4 separate regions of the Mus musculus genome follow, and all the other regions are linked to region 2. A link is a contact called in public HiChIP or PLAC-seq and promoter capture Hi-C data. All regions are on one chromosome and are shown on one strand. The core of a region is the stretch at or near the end of the contact, and the rest is flanking DNA. Distances in the headings are between cores, read along the strand shown. Region 1 overlaps Nfia (nuclear factor I/A). Region 2 holds the start of Tm2d1 (TM2 domain containing 1). Region 3 holds the start of Kank4 (KN motif and ankyrin repeat domains 4). Region 4 overlaps Patj (PATJ, crumbs cell polarity complex component).

The links. Promoter capture Hi-C pulls out the DNA fragments that hold promoters and counts their contacts. HiChIP or PLAC-seq counts read pairs in DNA pulled down with a chosen protein or histone mark.
Region 1: a contact with region 2 is called in a promoter capture Hi-C map of the 3T3-L1 cell line, with 4 times the contacts expected there. The contact joins the enhancer-like site here to the promoter of Tm2d1 in region 2. A contact is called at or near these places in 5 of 39 promoter capture datasets (the 3T3-L1 cell line, 3T3-L1-derived adipocytes, frontonasal cranial neural crest and 2 more), 1 of 115 datasets of contacts at active chromatin or transcription factors (craniofacial prominence) and 1 of 9 other capture datasets (adipose tissue).
Region 3: a promoter capture Hi-C map of embryonic stem cells shows a contact between it and region 2. The contact joins the promoter of Kank4 here to the promoter of Tm2d1 in region 2. A contact is called at or near these places in 4 of 39 promoter capture datasets (the SN4741 cell line, embryonic stem cells and hippocampal neurons).
Region 4: a contact with region 2 is called in an H3K4me3 HiChIP or PLAC-seq map of embryonic limb bud, with 2.6 times the contacts expected there. The contact joins the enhancer-like site here to the promoter of Tm2d1 in region 2. A contact is called at or near these places in 2 of 39 promoter capture datasets (frontonasal cranial neural crest and trophoblast stem cells), 1 of 484 Hi-C or Micro-C datasets (extraembryonic endoderm stem cells) and 3 of 115 datasets of contacts at active chromatin or transcription factors (embryonic limb bud, embryonic stem cells and stem cell-derived neural progenitor cells).

Annotation. Positions count from the first base shown.
Region 1 is chr4:97,972,902-97,975,601 of GRCm38.p6, forward strand. All of the region lies in intron 3 of Nfia (nuclear factor I/A), which reads left to right. Among named protein-coding and RNA genes, the nearest start is that of Gm40208, 36 kb to the left of the region's middle. Within about 2 kb of position 1,345, at least 26 of the 459 cell types and tissues checked have an H3K27ac peak or open chromatin away from gene starts, as enhancers often do. A contact at or near this core is called in adipose tissue, where this site is marked.
Region 2 is chr4:98,381,890-98,384,589 of GRCm38.p6, forward strand. Tm2d1 (TM2 domain containing 1) reads right to left here and starts at 1,376. Exons shown (of 7, transcript NM_053157.2): 1 at 1,181-1,376. The coding sequence starts at 1,347.
Region 3 is chr4:98,816,154-98,818,973 of GRCm38.p6, forward strand. Kank4 (KN motif and ankyrin repeat domains 4) reads right to left here and starts at 1,384. Exons shown (of 10, transcript NM_172872.3): 1 at 1,273-1,384. I0C0044D17Rik (RIKEN cDNA I0C0044D17 gene) reads right to left here. Exons shown (of 3, transcript NR_151512.1): 3 at 2,322-2,820.
Region 4 is chr4:98,675,962-98,678,766 of GRCm38.p6, forward strand. Patj (PATJ, crumbs cell polarity complex component) reads left to right here. Exons shown (of 44, transcript NM_172696.2): 37 at 212-359; 38 at 1,280-1,366. Among named protein-coding and RNA genes, the nearest start is that of Gm35137, 22 kb to the right of the region's middle. Within about 2 kb of position 1,415, at least 17 of the 459 cell types and tissues checked have an H3K27ac peak or open chromatin away from gene starts, as enhancers often do. A contact at or near this core is called in embryonic limb bud, where this site is marked.

The DNA.
Region 1 (2,700 bases), core at 95-2,594, 410 kb before region 2:
ACATTGGTAGAAAGGGCCTTAGATCAGGAGTCTGAAACCTGGCCTTCATGCCTGGGTCAGCCACATCTAGCTATGATACTGGGGAAGCAAATTGTCTTTTCTAATCCATGGTGACTCTTCCATAGTTGTAGACAGAAAAACGGTGCCAATCACATAGCTGTCAAGCATTCTAAATTTAATAACACCAAAAAAAGTTTCCAGCATATAGCTAGTGCTTAAAAACAATAAATAATTACAAAAAAAGAGAAGAAGAAACAGCTGGGGCTTTGGAGATGCCTTATTCCATACTTAAGCATGGGGAACTCAGGTTGCACCCCAAGCTCCCACCTAAAGGACAGGTTTAATGATGCATGACTGTAGCTCCAGCGCTCTAGTCTCTGGAAGCTACTGAACAGCTGCTCTAACCAAATTAGTGAGCTCCAGGAATGGTGAGAGCATGTGTCTCCAAAAATAAGGTGAACAGTCATGCATGTGAGCCTGTGTGCATACATATACCATGCGCATATACATGTACATACATGCAAATGGACATATTTTGATACCTAAGTACCATCTGAAATAAATTAATTTTAATTATTGACTTGAAGGTTCTTTTTGCCATCTCTCGAAGATAATTTTTAATCCCTGGAGCCTACCAGATGGAAGGAGAGAACCAGTTTGCCAAAGTTGTCCTCTGACCTCCACAAGTGCACCATACCATGCACCCCTGTGCTCTCCTGGACACATGTATAACTAAATGTAATAATAAAGTGACGTAATTATCCATCCTGTTGTTAGGATGGCAGAGCACTCTGCACTGCTTAGCATTTGCTCCATGGCAGCCAGTAAGCTTGTAGAAGCTCACAGGCAGTGGTTCTTTTTGACTTAGTGTAGCTGCTAAAGCCTCTCTCAATTGTTGATGCTATAAAAACTAAAGAGTCTAATGTTTCCTCAAGTCACTGTAGTGACAGTGACAGTGGTCTTGATCTTCACACTGGTTCATATTTTTACCTCCCTTTCCCATCTTTTGAACTTTCTTTTGATGTTTGTGAAGACTCACATGTCTGAAAACTTAGTCTATCTTCAAATATGAGACAAGAATGTTAACCAATGTTTGCCAAAAAAAAAAAAGTCACTACCTCTTTAAATTTTTTACTTAATTTAATCTCGGTGCCTCTAAAAGAAAAGCTTTCACTTAAAGTCCAGCCTTTCAGAAAAGCATTCTTGTTCATGGGAAATCTTAATGGAGAAAACTGTAGATAATGAATTTAAGGAAAATATCTGGCAACACAGGCTTATGCAAGTCTGAAGTGCCTGGTGAAATCTCAGACAGTCCAAATGGAAAATTACTCAGCCTGTTTCCTCAAGATAGACTTGTTTGTACAGCGACTCAAAGTTTAGGTGGCAGAACGGTAGATACACATGCTGTTCTTATGAGCTGTGTTTTTAACCTCCTCTTAGTTTGGAACGTAAGCTGGTTAATGTCTTCATTTGTGCTTCCTGGATTATGAGAATGGTGCAGTTCTATTGGACTCAGAAAGTCGAGAGCCTCCCCGAAGAATCTCTCTTACCCCTTAGACTTTAAGTATTGCCTCATAGGAAGAGTGCTCTTAAAGAAAATATTGAGTCTCGTCCTTTTAAGATCAAAGCTTTCAAACATTTTAGGATTCCCATGTAGCTCCAAACTGAGCAGAGTACACATCAGGTCTCTGAGGCTGCAAAACCCTCTGGTCTGAAGAAGCAAAAAGCAAATGAATTAAGAATAGGAGTTCATACATTGCAGGGAGGCTGCGGATATAGCTCAGTGGAAGAGTGCTTACTTAAATGTTTTTGGTCTTGGGCTCAGTCTCCAGCAACACACACACACGTGCATGTGGGCACATACACACATGCACACACCTACCTACCTACCTTTATTTCCACAGTTGTGAACCCACTTACTGATGAGATACAATTCATCCTTAAGACCATATTTTATATACTGTGGACAATAGCCATAATATATACAATTTATGTTGTACTTTTGGTTTCCCCTGAGTATAACAAGTTAATATTCAAACATGCTACTTAAAATAGATAAGATTTATATTGTAATTTTGTGTTCTTCTGAGGATAACAAGTTGATATTTAAACATACTACATCACTTATGTGTAAGAATTAACCGTATGTAATTTTTTAAAATTGACACAAGTCTGAAAGTTTTAAGAACATGGCCATTTACAAATTAGATTCCAAAAGTACTCATTGATTAATAAGAATAATAGAAAATGCCTTAAAACTTGACCATTTCTGAATGTATACTGTCAGAGAGTCATTGAATCCATTAAGACTATTTTGTATAATGAGCAATCCAGTGCTTTCTCATGAAGGTGTATTACTAAAATAGCTTTTCTAATCAATCTTACATACACACAGAAGATAGAACACATACAATATATATGTATATACATATATCTTGCATATTCTAAATATATGTATATGCTCCAATCTTCACTTTTGCAAAGATCAGTGGCTCACAAATCTATGTAGAGTAAAATGGGAAACGAGGTAAAACAAAAATTGACAAACTAATTTAAGTAGATGAGTAAAATCAGAGAAGGCGCTGGAACAAAAACCTCTGCTATGTAGTACATGATTAATTACATTAAGCTATACGTTTGGTTCTGAATTTCCTGGCAGCCAAAGGAAAAAGAGAAACATACATGATTAATTATGTGCTT
Region 2 (2,700 bases), core at 126-2,625:
ACTCTGTAGACCAGGCTGGCCTCAAACTCAGAAATCTGCCTGCCTCTGCCTCCCGAGTGCTGGGATTAAAGGCTTGGGCCACCACTGCCTGGCAGATTCTCTTAATTGTAAGATTTTTCTTAAGACTCTTTCTTGCTTCTGCAGGTTTGAGGATCTGTACACAAATGTCTGAGGCACTGTGTCAGTACCCAAAGTTTTGTTCAAACATAGTTTTTTGAGTATAACACGAATTTCACCTTGTTGCTCTGCGGTGCGCTAATGTAATAAGACAGTTCACCCATTCCTAAATCAGATTTCTCATCTGTAAATAAACACCCAACGAAACTGTTGTGGTAATTAAATTAGCATAAATGCTCCCTTAAGTTGGTAGTCACTGGTATAAGTATGTTTTAGACTTAAATTATTTGCTCATTCAAAAGCCCCCACCCCTAACTATGGCCAGTTGATGGCTGCTAAGTTAGAGAGTCATAGGTTTAAGTCCCAGGTAAGGCAACCATGCTTCAGCGAATAGCCCCATACCACTGTAGATATGAACAGCACATATCTGACTCCCTGTGTTAGTTTTCTTTTTTTTTTTTAAGTGTGTGTGGTAGGGGTCGAGGTTAAGGGGGAGTGGGAGGGAAGACAATGTAGAAGGAGTTTGAGGTTGAATATGATCAAAATCCACTGGGTGAAATTCTCACAAAGAACTAATACAAATATTACATTTTAAAACATCCAAGAGGATCTCTAATTTTAAAACATAATAATAAGTTGTCTAAAATCACAAAGTGAAGCCATCTGAGGATGGCTGTAGGTGATATATGTTACGTTAATGACAAGTGAGACACATGCATTGGTTCACTAGTAATTACTTGTCTCCCTCAACACCTGCAAACTTTCAGGAACGCGTCGAACAATTTTCGCATCTTTTGTGTCTGGGACACAACCTAGATGTGTGTGTGTGTGTGTGTGTGTGTGAGTAAGTGGGCAAGCCGGTAAAATCCATGGTCAATCGGAGAAGGAAGTGCCAACCACTGATCGGTCCAGGGAAAGCCCACGGTGCTCGCCCTTCGTCCCCACAGCCCTCCTCACCTCCCGGGGTCCAATGGTCACTAGAGCCACAGCGGAGGCCACGGTCCCCATCCCACAGCCCGGGGTCCAGCTGACCGCCTGAGAACGGCGGCTTTCCGGAGGATATTGTCCCACCCTGAGGTCCTCACACTTGGGTGTCTCCTCGCCCCCGACAGCGCCAGAGGCAGCAGCCCCACAGTGTCCCGCGGCGACCGTCACGAGCCACAGGGTGCGGAGAAGGCCCGGAGGCCCCGCCGCTGGGGAAGCCCGACCCGCGGGCCAGGCGGCCGCCATGTTGGGCACCGCGTCCTCGCGCTTCCGGTTCCGCCTCCTAGAGAAGGAAGGGCCTTAAAGGGGCCTGGCAACCGTGGCGCAGCTTAGGGCTTCTAAAGGCTACTCCCTAGGATAACTTGGCACAGCTACATCAGCGAGGTTTTCGAGGGTTGTTGTTGTTGTTGTTTAAATATGTTCGCTTGTTATCTTTGAGCAGGGACCATCTTAATCTCTGTATCGTTCCAATTTTAGTATATGTACTGCCAAAGCAAGCATGGAAACTTTAATAATAATAATAATAATAATAATAATAATAATAAAAACATGCCCATGTCCCAGGGAGACTGCTCAGAGTGTAAAGGCACTTGTTCCGGAGCCTGAAAATTATTTAAATTCAATCCCTGGAACCCACATGATGGAAAAAAAAAAACGGATTTTCACATACACACACACTTTTTAAAAAACTGAATAATTATATAAAAAAATACACGTTTGGGAGTCTTCTCTAGTAGCTTCCCTGAGAACCCTCACAAGGAGACAGAAACTGCTCCTTCTGATGAGCCCCAGCTCCTGGTGGGCACCAGTGTTGATCCTGGAGGCTCTAAAGGATGAGGGTTTCCCTAGGGTTGGAAGAATTTAGATTTAGACTATCTAGAAGTGACCCAAGTGCAATTCTAGATTGCTGTAGACATTATATAGTGGACAAGTGTTCGAGGACAGAATATTGGGCTGAAGAGATGGCTTAGGAGTTGAGAACACTTGCTGGTCTTACAGAGAACCAGGTTAGGTTCCTAGCACCCATGTATTGGCTAAAGCCCTGTAATTCCAGTTCCAGATTGAAGGTCCCCTTCTAGCCTTCTCAAGCTCTATGCACATATTTGGCTCCATGGGTAAAATCCTTTGTTGCTCTGCCTGACAAATGAATTCAATCCCTGGGACCCACAAGGTGGAAATAGCAGACAAAACACTCACATGCATAAAATAAAAATAAATATTGAAAAAGACAGAATATCAGTTATACATCTTACACAATGATAAAAGAACCTTTCCACTTAACTACTACTTGGACTCAGAATGTTCTAGTGATTTTTTAAAATACAACATAAACCCAAAGGACTAAAGGAAGCAATTCTGTGCCTCAGGATTATTGAAATTATGATAGAATTAGATGGTTTCCTGCTGAGTGCAAGAATACTGCTGATCTGTGTATCAATTTTAATACAGATTTAAAACAATTACTTAGAACTGCTGATGCTTTGCTGATTAATCCCATTACTGGATCTATTTTATGGCTTTAGTGATTATCTTTATTCTCTTCCACAATATGTAAATTTAAAAGAATTAAAAGGATTCTGTAAGACAGCAATGAAACTA
Region 3 (2,820 bases), core at 134-2,633, 430 kb after region 2:
GACGCTCAGCCCATCCCCAGTTCTCAGGGAACCCAAGTTTAGAATCAGAGAACGCAGCAGAATTCTACACCAGAGTGATGTGATTCACTCCGTCTTGGTCATTGGACAGCAAGCTTCCTGAAGCCAGTGCACGGTTCTGTTTACCTTTGTATCTGAAAACCTTGCCTGATATCTGGTTCTGAACTTTTTTTGTGTGTGCTTTTTCTCTGGCTTTTACATCATTCCTACAACACACTGTCCCTGAGACACATCACGCCTCCTTGAGGTAGGAGGCTGGACTTTAAGGGCAATGCCAAAGTGGACCCCACTTCTGCTTCCTTGGGAAGCAACATGCTTTTCTGTGCCCTGTCTTGAGAAGCTAAGGAGCCCAATTTGGTTTACTCAGGTAGGTCCTCCGGGATTGCACTTTAAACTAGAGATGCCTTCTCTCTTGGCTGTAACCCCATCACTGGCTGCAGGTGATTCTCCCCTGGTCCTGTTTGCATAAGACTTTGCACAAGCCTCAGAGGACATCCTTGAAATGGAATAGCCTCTTTCTCCTGGAAAATGCCCACCCTGGTCTTACAAGTCTGTATCCCAGGATGCTTGGGAAGTAGTAGTCTGGTTTTCTGCAGCCCAGGGTAGCACGATGAGAGTAGGTTCCAGCCAAGCGTAGAATGCATGGACTTTTCAGCTCCTGTCTGTAACTGGTCAGTCTGCAGCGACAAAGTTCTGGGGTCAAAGATTTGACCTTAAAGAAGATGGGGAGGGGAGGAGAGCTAACCAAGAGGCACATGGGCTTGGCAAAGTATCCTCAGCCAGCGCCTAGCACACAGATGCAGGGCAGCCCTCCTCCCTCTGCCCAAGGTCGCATCCCATCATAGCTCTAGAAACTTCACCTAGGAGGAGGGAGGTGCGGGCTGGGGAACAGGCGCGATGTTTTGCAAAATGAAAGAGACTCGGCGATATTTAAGGTAGTCCTGTAAGCCAGCCGGGAGGCGCCCCCAGTCCCGTAAGCTGCATCCAGGACCGCAGCGTCCGTCTGAGGACAGCTGCGAGGGTCTGCACCACCTGAGTCTCAAGGACGACGAGATCCCCCTTCTACGGTCTCCCTAGTACCCAGAGCTGGAAAGCAAGAGCGGGTACCCTCCTTCCCCGACCCTCCGGACTCCCGGCTCAGGCTGCCGCAGCCTCTGCAGGGACGCGGCGCTAGCAGGGGTCGCGGAGCGCAGCGGGCGCAGCCTGGGTCGCGCGGGGCGTGTGTCCGGGGCGAGAGGACGCCAGACCACTTACCTTGGGGAACCGCGGGGTTCTGGCAGGAAGCGACCGCTGTGCAGGAGCAACGCGAGCTCCCACCCGGCTTCGGGGTGCACGCAGCTGCAGCTGCACGGTCTTCAGTGGCACGATCCTCCTTCCTCTGCACCGTCCGCGTCCGGCACGCACCGCGCGCCGCCGCACCCTGCTGTCCCGGGCGCGCACACCCTCCGGGCGCCCTCAGGTCGCCGGGCTGGGCCTGGAGCCGGGACGCACTAGCTGTGGGCACACCTACCGCGCCAGCTGCGGGACTGGGAGCGCAGGAGCCGGATCCTCGCCGCCGCCACCCGAGTCCCCGCCTTCCTGACGCGGCGCGGGCTTTGGTGTATAGGAAGGGGCAGAATTGCGACACCGAGGGGAGGGTCTTAGCCTTGGACAGAGTTAAGAAGAAAAACTTTTGGAAAAGAAACCAGAAAAGTCTCAGCCTGTGTAAGGCGCTTTCCAGATTTCCCCAGGGCTCCCCCGTGCGTTTTTCTAAGTTTGTCTAGACTCTGGAGTCTAGACGTTTCCGTCCCCACCATGGTGGAGAAACAGTATCAGACAGGGTAAGGGTAATAACTGCCCAAATCAGAACACGAACCAAGGCCTGACAACTGAGATCCTGTGAGCAGTGGGGTCCTAGCCCCAGTGTGGGGGTGTGAGAGTCGTTCACAACAGGACTTAGATGTCTCCTAAGCCATTTCCCTTCCAATTTCCTTCCAAATCCATGTTTCAGCTCCACATAAAAATCCGTCTTCTCTTCATACACCCATCTCCACAGCAGCTTTGTACCAATTAAAAGTTACTAAGCTTGAATGGACAGATAGCTAAGGACCACTTGGGCCAACACCTGGAAAGAGAAGTGGAGTGGTTTCTCCTAACCCCTCACAGAGAGGACCAACAGAAGGGGGAGGGAAGGAGATGGCAGCTGGCAGGTATCCAGAGTCCAGCTGTGACCTCCCCTGGCCCACCTTCCTAGAATCCATGCCCAGAAAGCAGCCCAAGGAGTTTTATTTTTGACATCGTGACCCAGATGGGACAGATAATTTGAATCAAGAGACATTTAATTTCCGTTTCGACAGAAACATAGTTATTAGGATGACTTCATTTCCACGAAGCTTTCATGATAGCAGTAACAAATGGGAATGATGGCCTCAGTGCTGGAGCCCAAATAGGAGTTGGGGGAGGGTCTGTGGCCCAAGGGAGAGCAGCCTCAGACTCTGCCTACTAAGGCCTGCTGGGTTATCCTCATCCGGTGAAAGGAAGGAATATGACAGGAGCGGCTCATTTTCCCAGAGAAGCCAGAAACCCAGACATTTAAGTGAGGTCTCTATTTTTTCCGACACCTCATTTTTAAAATGCCGCTCTTGCAGAGGACCCAGGTTTGATTCCCAGCGTTGGAATGATGGCTCACAACTGGTCACTTTAGTTTCAGCGTACCATACTCGTACTCTTCTGGCCTCCTGGTGCATTAGGCATGTATGTTCCTGGAGCACATACATAAACATACAATGCAGGTAAAATATTCAGACATATAAAATGAAAAGG
Region 4 (2,805 bases), core at 165-2,664, 290 kb after region 2:
AAGATAGATGTACAATACATAGCACAAATGGGCATAATCTAAGCATAAAGTTTATTATTTAGAAAGTTAGTGGATGGCAGTGGACTTGATGGATTGGTTTTAGAACTTCTGAGTTCTAGTTCTTAGATCTTTAGTCTTTATAAAGAATGTCCAGTTTTAATTCATAACTACCTCGCTGTGCCAATCCCACAATGCTTGGTGATGTTAACAGGAGTGGAAGTGGAGTGTTTATTTCTGACATTGTGAAAGGCGGGGCCGCAGACCTCGATGGGAGGTTAATTCGAGGAGACCAGATCTTGTCTGTGAATGGAGAGGACATGAGACACGCCTCACAGGAGACAGTGGCCACCATCCTGAAGGTGAGTCCCTAAGCGGCTTCCCACCTAGCCATGATGATCAATGCTCACAAAGTTGTCCCAGTGCGCCTGACCTTAGTTGGATGTTTTTGCTATGTTCTTACAAAAATATAACGTGTGATTGTTCCAAATGTCCAAGAACAGATTTAAAGGAACGCTATCGTGATGGCTAAGCAGACAGAGGAAGCTGCCTGGAGATTTGAGGCAGTTGCTCGTGTTAGTGAGCGCTCTAACTGCCAGACTTGTTGGTAATCCAGCCTATTGGACAGTGTGCGCTCTCCTAGAGCAGGGAGTCCATCCCCTCTCCTCGGTATCAATCAACCGCAACTTAGTGATGGAGGGAATGCTAAAGCTCAGCTAGACTGGTTATTGAAAGCAGAGTCACTAAGCTCTGCTGGGGCAGGTTGCTCCCACCCTGGGCTCTGGTGAGCTTGGGGAAGCCTGCAGCTCAGACTTCTCAGCTGAGGGGCTCTGCCTCCTGGAACTCCTTCCTCTCTGGTTGCAACCAGTGGATCTTCAAGCAACTGTGGAAGTTTGTGCACACAGAGGGTTTGTTTAATAATCGTGTTCCTGGTACAGCTCTCAGTCACTCTTCAAGGGGCCTGGATTTGTGAACTGTCTCTTGTTGGGTTTCCCTCTCTGCTGTTTCCCACTTCCGGACTGTTGCGTTCTTTATGATCACTTTCGTCAGACGGAAGGGAGATGGAAGGGGAGAAAGGCACACTGATATCAAATCCATTTAGTGCACTTGAAGGTGCTGCGTTGCTGTTTTGTCTGGGGTTTGGATGACTGGATCTCCTTTTGCCTGGTGACCTGGTTATCCTCTGGTAAACCTCTGCTGCAGAGATGGCTGAAGGCCTGCACTAGTGTTTTAGATCATAAATGCTGCCACATCGCACTTCTGATTTTCTTGCCTTCCCAAGTGTGTCCAGGGCCTTGTCCAGCTGGAGATTGGGAGACTCCGCGCCGGTTCCTGGGCCGCCTCTCGGAAGACCTCGCAGAACAGCCAGGTTGTTGACTCTCTCACCCTTATGTGCCTCCTGGGGGAAAGTTTCCATTTCATACACGGTTATTTAGAAATGATATCTTCCGTGCTGCATGTTCACAACACCAGCTTCAGTGTGCTTTCATGTGTGTGAAATAAAAATGGAAGGTGGGGTGGAAATTCATTAAGAAATTTTTCTCTCCTTTATTGCCTGTGTTTTCTTAGAACTGTTTTTTTCTCTCGGTGTTCAATATTGCCTGTGCGCACGTGTACACGGCTGTGTTTATTTTAGAGAAGGAAAAAAAAAAAAAAAAGAGGTAACATCTGGTGGCAATTTGACCTCATTAGCACAACGTTGTTCTGTGCATCCAGTTAAACACTGCTATAAAGTTAAGTTGTGAATCGCCACTCACACACGCTGAGGGCAGTTAACGGTGCACTCCTCAGAGAGCCAAGTCTGGGGGTTTCTCTCCTGGTGGGGAGGTATTAGTGGGTGACATTTTGCAAGTTAGCAAATATATTTATTTGCAAGACTGATGTCAGTACCACCTTTTTAATGAAGTATTTTCACGGTAATTTGTGTGCATGTGTTATAATGGCTGACACACTTGGTGACTGCTCTTAGTCCCACTTGGCACATGATTCAGCTGTAGACATTTACATGCGACCCCCTAGCCTTTTTGTTTTTGAGGTTAAAATGTGCCTTTTAGTTCTCTCCTAGTTACATCGTAGCTGTACCCTCCCCACAGCCTAAGGTGTCTTGGATTTGTGGTTGGCATCACTGCTCCTGCAGAGCCCTTAGCTGCAGCTTTGTCTTATTAGTATGAGAAAATGGACAACAAAAGATAGCATGGAGGGCCAGTGAGTCGGTGCTTAAATGCACTCGCTACCAAACCTGATGACCTGACTTTAATCCCTGGAGTTCTTATGGAAGAAGAGGACTGACTCCCAAAAGTTTTTCTCTGACCTCTGTACTCTATGTTATCTGTGTGTCATAGTATGTTGTCACTTACTATGGCATGTGCTTCTACACACACACATGCATGTACACACAAACATAATAAAAGAATTTTAAATCTATGTCATTGATCAAACAGGATCACAGACTAGCTGCTTTAACTTGAGGAATCTTCAAAATGGCATGTGGGGAGATGGTCCAAGGTTTAATTAAGAGCACTTGCTGGTCTTCCAAAAGGACCCAGGTTCAGTCTCCAGAACCTACATAGTGGCTCATAACTGTCTCACTCCTGTTCTAGGGAGTTTGACACCTATACTCATACAGATATGCACACATACATGTAAATACAATTTCAAAAAGAAAGAAGAATGTTCAAAACAATCAAACCTAATCCACACTGTGAAATACCGATTCTCCACTCCACCCCTGGCTTCTGTAATTAGCAGATAACATAGACACACCAGTGAATAGTCAGGATTCAGTGGAGACGTAAGTTGACAGTAGGA